2 separate regions of the Mus musculus genome follow, and region 2 is linked to region 1. Evidence: chromatin contacts called from public HiChIP or PLAC-seq data. All regions are on one chromosome and are shown on one strand. The core of a region is the stretch at or near the end of the contact, and the rest is flanking DNA. Distances in the headings are between cores, read along the strand shown.

The links. HiChIP or PLAC-seq counts read pairs in DNA pulled down with a chosen protein or histone mark.
Region 2: an H3K27ac HiChIP or PLAC-seq map of embryonic stem cells shows a contact between it and region 1, with 6 times the contacts expected there. The contact joins the promoter of Angel2 here to the promoter of Smyd2 in region 1. A contact is called at or near these places in 7 of 39 promoter capture datasets (cranial neural crest, embryonic stem cells, frontonasal cranial neural crest and 3 more), 1 of 484 Hi-C or Micro-C datasets (embryonic stem cells) and 12 of 115 datasets of contacts at active chromatin or transcription factors (the SCID.adh cell line, astrocytes, embryonic forebrain and 5 more).

Annotation. Positions count from the first base shown.
Region 1 is chr1:189,919,302-189,924,582 of GRCm38.p6, forward strand. Smyd2 (SET and MYND domain containing 2) reads right to left here and starts at 2,990. Exons shown (of 12, transcript NM_026796.2): 1 at 2,806-2,990. The coding sequence starts at 2,978.
Region 2 is chr1:190,927,095-190,932,390 of GRCm38.p6, forward strand. It overlaps Angel2 (angel homolog 2), which reads left to right and starts at 1,411. Exons shown (of 9, transcript NM_021421.4): 1 at 1,411-1,664. The coding sequence starts at 1,606.

The DNA of each region.
Region 1 (5,281 bases), core at 1,740-4,239:
TCATGATAATTTTAGAACATTTGAAGTTGTATTTCCTCATGTTCTTACAGAATATTCTAGAATAGCTGGAGTCAGAGCAGCACTGAGTGCTGCCTCTGAGGTCCTTTATGTAACTGCATCCATCAATGCCTATTTCATGTCAGGCAATGGGAGAAGCAAGATGGACCGGTTAGGGAATTCACCTGAGGACAAGGGGGCAAAAGTCTAACTGCTCATGACAGGACTTCTCATCCTCTTTGTTCTTAATGCCTCAGTCCGTGTGAGCCTGGCAGAGCACAGGGCTCCCTGCTGCAAAAGCCACGAGGGCCTTCGGGCTCTCTCCCACACTCAGCATCCTCGTTATACAGCAGTCCAGGAGCAAGAGAATAAAGATCAAGAGGGAGACCTCGGTCCTAGAGGAAGAATAAATATTCTAGTATATTCTAGTCAACCCCTGGTCACAGCTGAGCCTTTCTTTCTGAAGCCAATAAAATTGAGTCAGAATGTCCAGTTTTCAGTTTGAAATATATATATATTTAAAGAATGTGTAAGAACTGTGTGTAGATGTTAACCAGGGACCAAAACACGTACACAGACATATGGGCAGGTGGGTGGGCAGGCGTGCATATGTATGTATATATGAGGGATAGCTCTCACCTAGAAGTTACTTATATTTTTAGGAGTTGCCTTCTAGCAGCTGAGGCAAAATCTGCATCTTCCCAAATGTCACCTACCAAGCTGAGAAAATGTGATACTAATTTAAAACTGCCAGAAGGGGGAATAAAAAAATTCCTGGCACTAAGAATCCTATTTTGTAGAGAGCTTAAAAAATAACATTCTACCATTATTTCTCGGTTAATATAACATGCTCACTCCTGGAGAAATAGTTTTTCTTCCCAAGTGAGTTAAATTATAACATAGTAGATGTGGCATGAGACCCCGGGAGGCTCATCTATCTTAAGTGATAATACTATACTTCTAGCACAAAAAAGGACAGCGCAGCTTTTTTCTGGGGGCATGACACATGAACCGACACGCACCCCACCTGTAACATGCTCCTGAAACTCCACAGAGCTGTGCATCCCCCCCTTTAATACACAAGAACAGGTCAGGCCTCAGTCACACACAAGTAGGAGATGGAGTAACACAGTCTTAGAACGATCTAGCAAAACTAACCAGATTTTACGGCAACCACGGGATGCGGTACGAAGATTTCTCTAGGTGCACGGATCTTGTGAGTTTTATTTCTTGGGCAATATTTTAGTTGAGTTCCAAGTTCTGACTGTTACATAAGCCAAACAGAAGAGATTGGTTGACAATGGAATGGCAGCCTGGGGGGCCCAGGAGAGGGAACTGAGGCAAAATTAGTGACATTAACAAATGTCAAGGGGAGTGGGGGGTTAGCTGTCACAAATGACAGGATTCCTGAGGCTGGGTGATTTGTAAGGGTACTTCTGGAAGCTTGTGTGTCTTTGTACAATCAGGACACTCCCAACAGGAGAGAAGCACGCCTCAGCTGTCAACGCAGATATTTAATTTCAGGAGGAGAGAACTGGCCACGAGTCCCTACTACGCACTCCGCAAGGCCCACGCCTCTCACCGCACACCAAGCGCCAGGACCCCTGACGGAGGCCCCCTCTGTGCTGGGTGACCCGCTTTGCTCCTTTACTGCAGACACCCACACTGCTGCAGACTCCCAGCCACAGCGAGGCTCAGAAGATCAAGGGACCAGTTGCAGCAGCCTTTTTAACTTTGGGAAAACCCAATGCTCACTTCACTCAAACGTCGCAAAGTGGTGCCATGACCCTTTAGCTCTTGGCTCGCCAATTCAAAGAGGCACATCACATACAGCCCTTCCGCTGCCCACGGCACGCTTCTGCGTCTAGTTCCTTTCCAGGTCCCCCCCAGCGGAAGACAGTTCTGGCAGGGAGTCCGGCCGAGATTACTCTAATATGCAACCTTTGTCCATTCTTTTGTTGTCTTATTGTAGAACGAGGCGCACGAGTCTGGGAGGCTGAGAGCTTCGTGGAGTGCAGGACTGGGGGCAGCCCGCAAGAGGTACCTGCAGAACCCCAGGTTAGCTTAATCTAGCCCACCATCTCCACTTCAAAGGTGATGACACTGACCTTCAAAGCAAGTCAGGCAGGGTTCCTTCCTCAGGCATCCACAGATGGCCTGGGACAGGCTCAACTCCAAAGCCAGACCCCCTACCTCAGCAAACTTAGGAAGCAAGGAAGTGGGTGGGCGGGACGTGTCAGTCCTGACAGGCCAGGCTCCAGCCCCTAATTAGTGCCTTGTGTATACACAGCTACCCTTCCTCTCTGGGCTTTAGTGTCCCAACAGTAAAATGATCTCTTCTCGGCCTTTAAGATAAAGTGTGTCTGTAAAATGAAGACACAGGGTGGGATGGGGGAATCCCAACGCACCTTCCTGATCCGCAACTACCTTAAGGCTTAGCATGTGGCCGTGGATACAGCATCTACACACTCAGGACATGTATGAAGTAGTACAATCAAATATTCTCCCAACAAACTGTGTCCCCTCATCCCAATCCACGGAGCCCAGTCTCATAGGCGTGTCTGTTCCATAGCTTCCCTCCTCCAGAATGACCGGAAGCGTCCCTGGCTGATCGGGTCATCACTCCCTAGGGGGTGGGGGAGCCGCCCATCTCAGGACAGCTCGGGAGGCCTCGGGACCACAGAGAACCTAAGCTAGAACGGACACGCGTGGGGCGGCGCAGGTCCGGCTGCGGGGCAGGCCGTGGCTCAGCGGACGCGGCGCACGTGGCTCCGCGTGGCCCCTCCCGCCCGCACGGTCCCCGCGTACCTGGCGAAGCAGCACTCGCAGTGGTGGCCCCGCTCGCCCACGGTGAGCACGCAGGCGTAGGCCGGGCAGGAGAAGAGGAGGTCGCCCACGTGGAAGGGCCGCAGCGCGCGGAGCCCCCGGCCCTTGCCCGCACTGCAGAAGCGCTCCAGGCCGCCGCGGGCCTCGGCGCGCATGCTGGCGGCGCTGCGGCTGCGCGCTGCGGGGCACGCGCGTCACGGGAGGGAGGGAGGGAGCGAAGGCAGGTCTGCCGCGGCCGCCGGCCTTCAAGGAACTCGGCGCTCTGCTCGGGGCGGGTGCTGTGCCCTGGCCGCGCCCCGGAGCGCGGGGCGGGAGGGCGGTGCGCAGGGCGCGCGCACGGGAGTCCGCCTGCACCCGCCAGGCTGCGCTGCCCGGTGAGGAAGGCTGGAGTCCCAAGCCACCCAGGCCACCACCCGCTGTGCCCGCAGACAGCGTCCCCACTAAGATCCCGGGTGGTGGAGCAGGGAATGAATGAGTGTGGTTTGCAGTTGAGCTGTGCGTGCTAAAAAACACAGTTCTCACCTCCCAGGGAACTTAGAGAGAGTTCATTCTGGAGCCAATAGGAGGGGTCATGGCCAGGTTTGGGTTACCCCAAAGTCTACGTTCCAACGTTGTAACAATTTGATTAAAAAAAATTCCATAATAACAGAAAAAGAAAGTCATAAATCAAGACGTCAAAAATATGTCGGTGGGACCCCCCAGGTAGGCTGGCTGCAGAAGGGAGGGAACCTCAGCTACAGGCCTCAGATGCAATCTGACTGCACTCTCAATGTATGGCTTGATTATGTTCCAGGCGGTTTTACCTGTTATTCACGAGCTGGTAGGTTAGACACAGGATAGGCAACGGGTAGCTATTAAGGGAACTGGAGAGGGCCCAAGGAAAACTGCCAATAAGCTCCAGACATTGCAGCCTCTCCGCAAAGGTTGAAGTTCAAGTCGGTTAATTAGCTTTGCAGAAAGAGGGTCAGTGCCAGCTGCAGGTTTGTTTTTTTTTTCTCTCCAGCTTTCGTTCACAGGGCAAATCATAGAATGGGGGATTTGGAACCCGTGAATAAAATTTCTTTAGTGATAATATGAATAAGCCTTCCTCCAAGGAAAGGGCACCGTGGGTATGGGTTCTTTGGCCCATTTTTATTTTTTATTATTACCCTTTTTTTTTGTAAGTATGAGTGCATGTGTGCGAGCATACCCCTGTATGTGTGCTGGAAACATGTGTAGAGGTCAGAGGGCAACTTGCAGGAGTGGGTTCTCACCTTTTACCACATGGGGCCTGTGTCTGATTTGTCTGTCAGGTTTGGTGGTAGGTGCCTTTATACTCTGAACTATCTTGTAGGTCCATGTATCCATTTTAGTAACCATGGACATCACTGGACTATAAACTTGGACAAAGTGTAGGCCTGGATCCTTCAATTCCACGTAATAATAACCCTTCATTACTGGGTACCATTGAGCTAATGTGCTTATTTAACACATCTTGCTTACCTTAAAATAGGTGTAAGATTTGGGAAACCCTCTTCCATACCCTACTCACCTGTGACAAGCAACATTCTCAGGTAGGTTTGTGCCTAGAGCCCACTCTGCCGTCTGCTGGAAGCATTTTCTCAAATCTTGAGACTTTCTAAAGATGCCCACCTATGTAGATCTGCAGCGTGTTTTTTTGGATTCATTTTGGCTTGCTTTTTAGCATTCTGATTTGCGGAAGGATATCTTAGCAGTACAAAGAAGAAAAGACATAGAAATAAACAAACAACATGTTTGTAAACTCAGTACATGGTTTACTCTTCCAAGAACTCACTGCAGAGTTTGAGAAATGTGTTCCATTACACACACACACACACACACACACACACACACACACACACACACCTTTCTCCTACTGCGTGTTTTGTTTTGAGACGGGCTGGCCTCAACCTCCCTAAGTACCAGAGAATGACCTTGGGTTTTGAATCCTCCTGCCTCTGTCTCCCTAGTGATGGTATTACAGATATGCAGCACCACACCCAGTCCCCCGGGGCACTGGGGACTCAATCCAGGGCATCTCAGGGCAGAGGTTGAGTGTTACCGGAGAACACTGGAAAACAAGCAGCTTCATTTCAGAAAAGTCGGGATGAATTCGAATGACTGGAGCCGGGGCAGTGAGGCAATAGCTGTAAAGTTAGGAGCCTCCCGTAATGATAAAACCCGTGCTTAAAATAAATGGTCAAGGCGCGGCTCCCAGCCAGCCGGGGCAGACCGATGACAGCACCCTCCATGCATCTCATGCTTGCCGCTCTGCCACTCAGCGGTCTCACATTCCATGAAGGAAGCTGTCTGGCTGCCAGGGCCCGCCTGTGTACCAGCTCCTCTCCCGCTTGTCCCATGATTTGGGAAAAATCGGTGTTAGAAAGATTTGGGATGGCTTCGCCTCGCGTTGAAATACGGGCAAGGCACAGGATGAAGGCCCCCTCTGCTTAACCGC
Region 2 (5,296 bases), core at 161-2,660, 1.0 Mb after region 1:
CAGAGGAGCTAAGGTGTGCTTGGAGGAGAAAGTCTGGTGATTGACAGGTCTTCCTTAAGTCTGCTCCAGTTAATAACCCTATCAATGATCTTTGTTTGCCGTATGTTGTGTAGTCAGTAGAGTACTAGGTTGAATAGATTTGAACAGGAGTCATGGACACTGTTCACAAGTCACTTACAATGTGATTATGGAACAAGGCATATAGGACACTACTGGCCACATGTAACTAACAACAACATTGTGATCACCCTTAGAAAATAGGACAGTATAAACCTCAAGCAGTCAGCCCCCATTTGTGGACACTGCGTTTGTAAACTGCCTACTCCCTAAAACCTACCTAAAATGTCCAAATCAATCCTCACAGTGTTTTGGTTTTTCTCCAACAAGGAGAAAGGCAAATTTTAGTTGCCTAGTGTGCTTGTCCCTGAGGTTAAACAAGGCACTCTGCCCTCTTGAGTTTTCAGACCGTAAAAAACTAACCTTTCTACCGACTACTTAGTGTCCCTTTCCCACAGTTTTACTGATTTTTCTATTAAAAGTGCCCCCCAAGTATACTGCTGCAAGATTCTGAGGTGACAAAAGTTAATGATGTAATATAGAGAAAATATGTGTACTAAATTATCTTCAATTAGGTATGTATCAGAAGACTGTTGGACAGAGTTTAACGTTAATGAAGTGACAATATAAATTAAATAAGGAACATGCATAAAACAAGACTTCATATTGGTTGATGAAAATGTGGTCCGAAGCCAAGTATGGCAGTACGTTGCTGGTGACCACAGTGCTCAGACAGGCATGTGAGATAAGTTTGACGAATGCCTGGACTGCACAAGACTTTTGTCTAAGGACACTCACGAGTGTGCGTGTGCAATCAGAGACTAGCTTTCCTCAGAGTTTGCTAATTCAGCATTCCTGACATGTTTACACAATATAACAACTGCAGATAAAGAGAAGGATATACACGAAGGATAAAGTATCTCTCAAAATTAACACAAGGAAAAGAACAAAACTTCCCAAGAAATTACTACCCACAGCTACACAGCTCTACCAAAGAAACTAAGCAAGCAGCGACCCTGGTTTCCAGTGCCCTCTGCCTCGCTATTCTCGCTGTCCCTTCTCCATTTATGTTTTCCAAGAAAGCTACGCTCGATCTGACAGACTCGGATCATCAACGCACTAATTAATGTACAAGTGGGTTCTCTGAGATTTGCACAAAATCAATTATAAAGTTCTACGGGAACCCACAGAATAGTATTTCCTCAACGTGGAAATCTACCTTTTGGATCTACGCAACCACGTAAATACACTTTAGGTCTCACGCAGCTCCTGCTCCTTCCTATGTCTTAAGAAAGCCGTCAAGCGCTAGCCTTCCGCCCTACCAGGAAATGGCTGTCCGCGCACGCTCTGCGCATGCCCGGAGTCGCACTGCTTAAAGGAACTGCCCCAGAAGGCAAGATGGTGACCGGGCCTGCGGCGAGACGCTCCTCCCAGCATGCCTAGCGGCCGGCCGGGAGCCGAGTGATGGGGATCCGGTAGGACCCGGCGAGCGGCCGAAGCTGAGGTGCAGCCGCGGGCCCGGGCGTTGGGCGCTCACAGAGAGCCAAGATGGAGACGTGGCGCTGTGTGAGGAGGGGCTACGGCCGCTGTGTGGCGGGGCGAGGCCGGTCAGTGGCGAGCGGCCGGCGGGATGGACAGAGGGAGGGACCTGGAGGGGCGGGCGGGGAGGGGAGGGGCGGGGCGGCGGGGCGCGGGAGGAAGGCGGAGGAAGAGGGTCCGCGGCGGGGACGCGCCAGGCGGCGCCCGGGGAGAGGTAACGCGCGGGCGGGCAGCAGCGGTGGCCGCGGCCTCCGGGATCCTGCGGGCCTCGCGCGGCCTCCACGCTCGCCGCCGCCGCCCGCGCGCAGGGCCCCGCCCGGAGGGAGGCTGCGCGCCCCGGGGTGGCTGGGCAGCGTCGGTCACGCGGAGGCCAACTTTCACCGCCACTCAAGTTCTTGCTCCGTCCTGGGTATTTTTCTTTCAATCCACTCTTTGAGAGCCTGGCGTGATGGCTCACGCCTGCACTTTCCACACCCCGGAGGCCGAGGCGGGAGGATAACCATGAATTTGAGGCTGGCCTGGATTAGGCAGCGAGCGTGACACTCCGCCTCCAAAAGTAAAAAAATAACTCACTTGAAATTTTAAAGCGCCACAGTACATGCAGCCTCTAATAATGTCACCCCAAGTAGTATCCACCGAATCTTAAATTGGATGTACGGATTATGTTTTTCTCCTATAAACTTTGAGGACTTAGTTATTAAGATTCCAGTGGTTTGTATAACCTTTGAAACTATATCGTACCACGCGTGGGAAATAGCACACTGTCGTTACATAAGCCGTTGGGATCTGCCCACTCCATTCCTGGTTCCTGTGCTATGGCATTTTCTGAGTACCAGCTGTGTGCTTGGCCCTTGGGTGGAGACTGGGCTTTCAGAGAATACTGAGGTTCGAACCCTCAAAAGCTCACTATCTTACAAGAAAAAGATGTGGTATAAATAACTGCCAATCCAAAGAATAAGCGTCACTGTGCAGGTTGCAGTATAGAAACATTTCAAGACAGAAAGTAAACCGTTATAGCACTGGGGAGGTGGAGGCAGGAGAATTAGAGACACCACCAGCCTGTGCTGATGGTCTTGGACTTGGTTTTTGTCTTGGTTTTTTGTTTGTTTGTTTTTTAGAGAAGGAGGGTTTTTCTTTGTATCTCTGGCTGTCCTGGGATTCATTGTGTAGACCAGGCTGGCCTTCAACTCAGATCTGCCTACCTCTGCCTCCTGAGTGCTGGGATCAAACTCATGGGCCACCTCAAAATTTTTAAATTTAAAAACAAAACAAGACAAGATCCAAGTGCTGAAATCCCTTTGAATGACTTTCGGGGTCAATTGCAAGATATAGTGCCCATGTTGTGACCTTAAAGATTTACAGTAGGGTTGATTTAGAGAATAGTTTGAGAGTACTTAAGTTTAAAGTACACAATATAGGTTATCTTTTCTAATGAAAAATAGCATAATAAAGAAATTCAGCATAACAAAATCTTAATACAACTTAAGCAAACCTTAGTGATAGTAGATGTTGAGACACAAACCCCAGAAGTATAGTCCTCAGAACCCTAACACTTTGCCAGATAATGCAGTAGGAGGCAGTGCTTTGTGAGAACTTGAGAGTAGCATGTCTGTTAAATACAAGTGTGGGGACCTGGAGCCATGGCTCAGGTAGCTAAGGGCTTGCTGTACAAAGCCAAGGACCTGGGTTGGAATCCCCAGCACCCATGGAAAGGTAAGGAAGGTGTCCTCATGCCGGGGAGGCAGGGACAGGGCATCCCAGAGCTGACCTGCTAGTCTAGACAATTCTGCCGAAGACCAGCCCCTGCGTGCGGTTCTTCTTGGTTCTTCTTGAGGCAGTGGAGGGGGAAGAGCGTCGGCAGAGGGTAAGACTTGGTATATTTAAGGTTGCTGTATAATAAAAAGTTTACTTATCTAAGTCCACTGTAACCGACCTGCCTTCTGTGATCCTCTGAGGTCAGAAACTGCAGTCTCTGGCACTTAGCACCTCATCCTAAAACAGCAGGAGATAAAGTAAACAATTAATTGCTAGGGCCTTTTCCCTATGATCCAGATGCCTCTTGTTGTGGGGCTACGGGGAAAGTTTGGAGCAATGAACTTCTGTTGAACCAGAAGAGAAATAACACTCACAGAAAGAACAACTTTTATATAAACAGACATATATAATTTCACATAAGTTCATACACAGATTCATGTATGCTCATTTATACAATTTCCATTCAAACCCAGTTGGGCTCAGCTTACATGCATTCTCACAATTACATACTTACACATCCATACTTAAATATGATTTTGAAGCAAAAGACCAAGCACTGGTGCAGAAAGAACTCACTCATTCTAAATGAAAAGTGAGTACCAATCTTTATCGCATAGAGAAAGAAAAGGCGTCTACCCTTTTAATGTTAAATGAATTACATATTTGTAAGGAAAAAGCTTTGTTCCTTTTAATAAGACTAAGCCTGCCTTGTCCTTACCATGGGAACCTGTTCTGTTCCACAGTAAGGAGAAGCCTGCCTGCTCCTTCTGATTTCTGCAGCGTCTTCTTTTTACTCTTTCCCTCTGCATTCTACTCATTGCTCTCTTAGTGTTTTATGTTACCTATAGTTTCTAAGTTATTCCACTCTGCATTCTCCTTCCAAGCTTGTTCTCTCCTCCTGCTCCGAAGCCACAACAATGCTCTTACTCTCAATGCCTTTTCTCCCAGTGCTGTGCCCATACTTCTAAGTTCTTCTTGAGTTCAGTTCTGTCTGAAAGGTGTTGTCTTAAAACTCCTCAGCTCAGTTCTTCTCAGTTCAGTTCTCACTCTTCTCTTTGTCCTCAGCACTTAAACATCTCTCAGAATACATGACCACATGTTACAAAGTTCATCCAAGTTCACACAAAGCAATCAAATCATAAATTGAAATAGAAGTTTTCAACAGAATGTTTACATGCATATCCATTAGGAGTAACTATCTGGCTAAATATCCATCACCTGTCTCAGCTCCAGAGGTTCACTGAAGGGTTAAAACCATAACTAAATTACTAGTGAAGTTTCATATAAACCCAGTCAATATTTATCTTCTGTCCTAGCACCTATAATAAATTGTTAGTTCCCTTTCTATGACCTTTGGTTAATTGTTTTACAACCTCTTGTAAGGATCATTAAAACTTAAGAAGTCATCAATTTATCTGTATAGCATCACTACAAGGCAGTACATCTTCATGGATCTGCAGAGATCTGCTCCAAAAGAGTGTGCTGCTACTTAGTGATTGCTATACATGTTTATTCATAACAGGAAAAGCATATTAATGGCAGGAGTCTTTCCTAAAATGAATCCCTTACTGTTTTGCTTAATAGGGGCGCTCCTGCCGCAGATTATATGATAATCTGAAGCAGGCCATTTCAGGATGATCACCTGCTAGTTATTCGCTTGTCCCATTGTGGCTCCTGACAGATTCCAGTGTTGGAGCTCCCAAGTTCAGACAGAGTCTTGTCTCCAAATATAAGATCAAGACCAATAGATTCCTGGTGTGACTCTCAGGGCTGTACATACAGAGTCCATGCAACTGCAAGCACACAAAATAACAATCTTAGTGTTGAGTTGAATTGATACAATGCTATCAGTTTGGAGTCTAGGTAGATTTTTATAAATAATCCTTATGCTTTTTAGTTTCCCCCAGGAGGCTCTAAGCTTAGAAAGAGGAAAGAACAAAAAAGC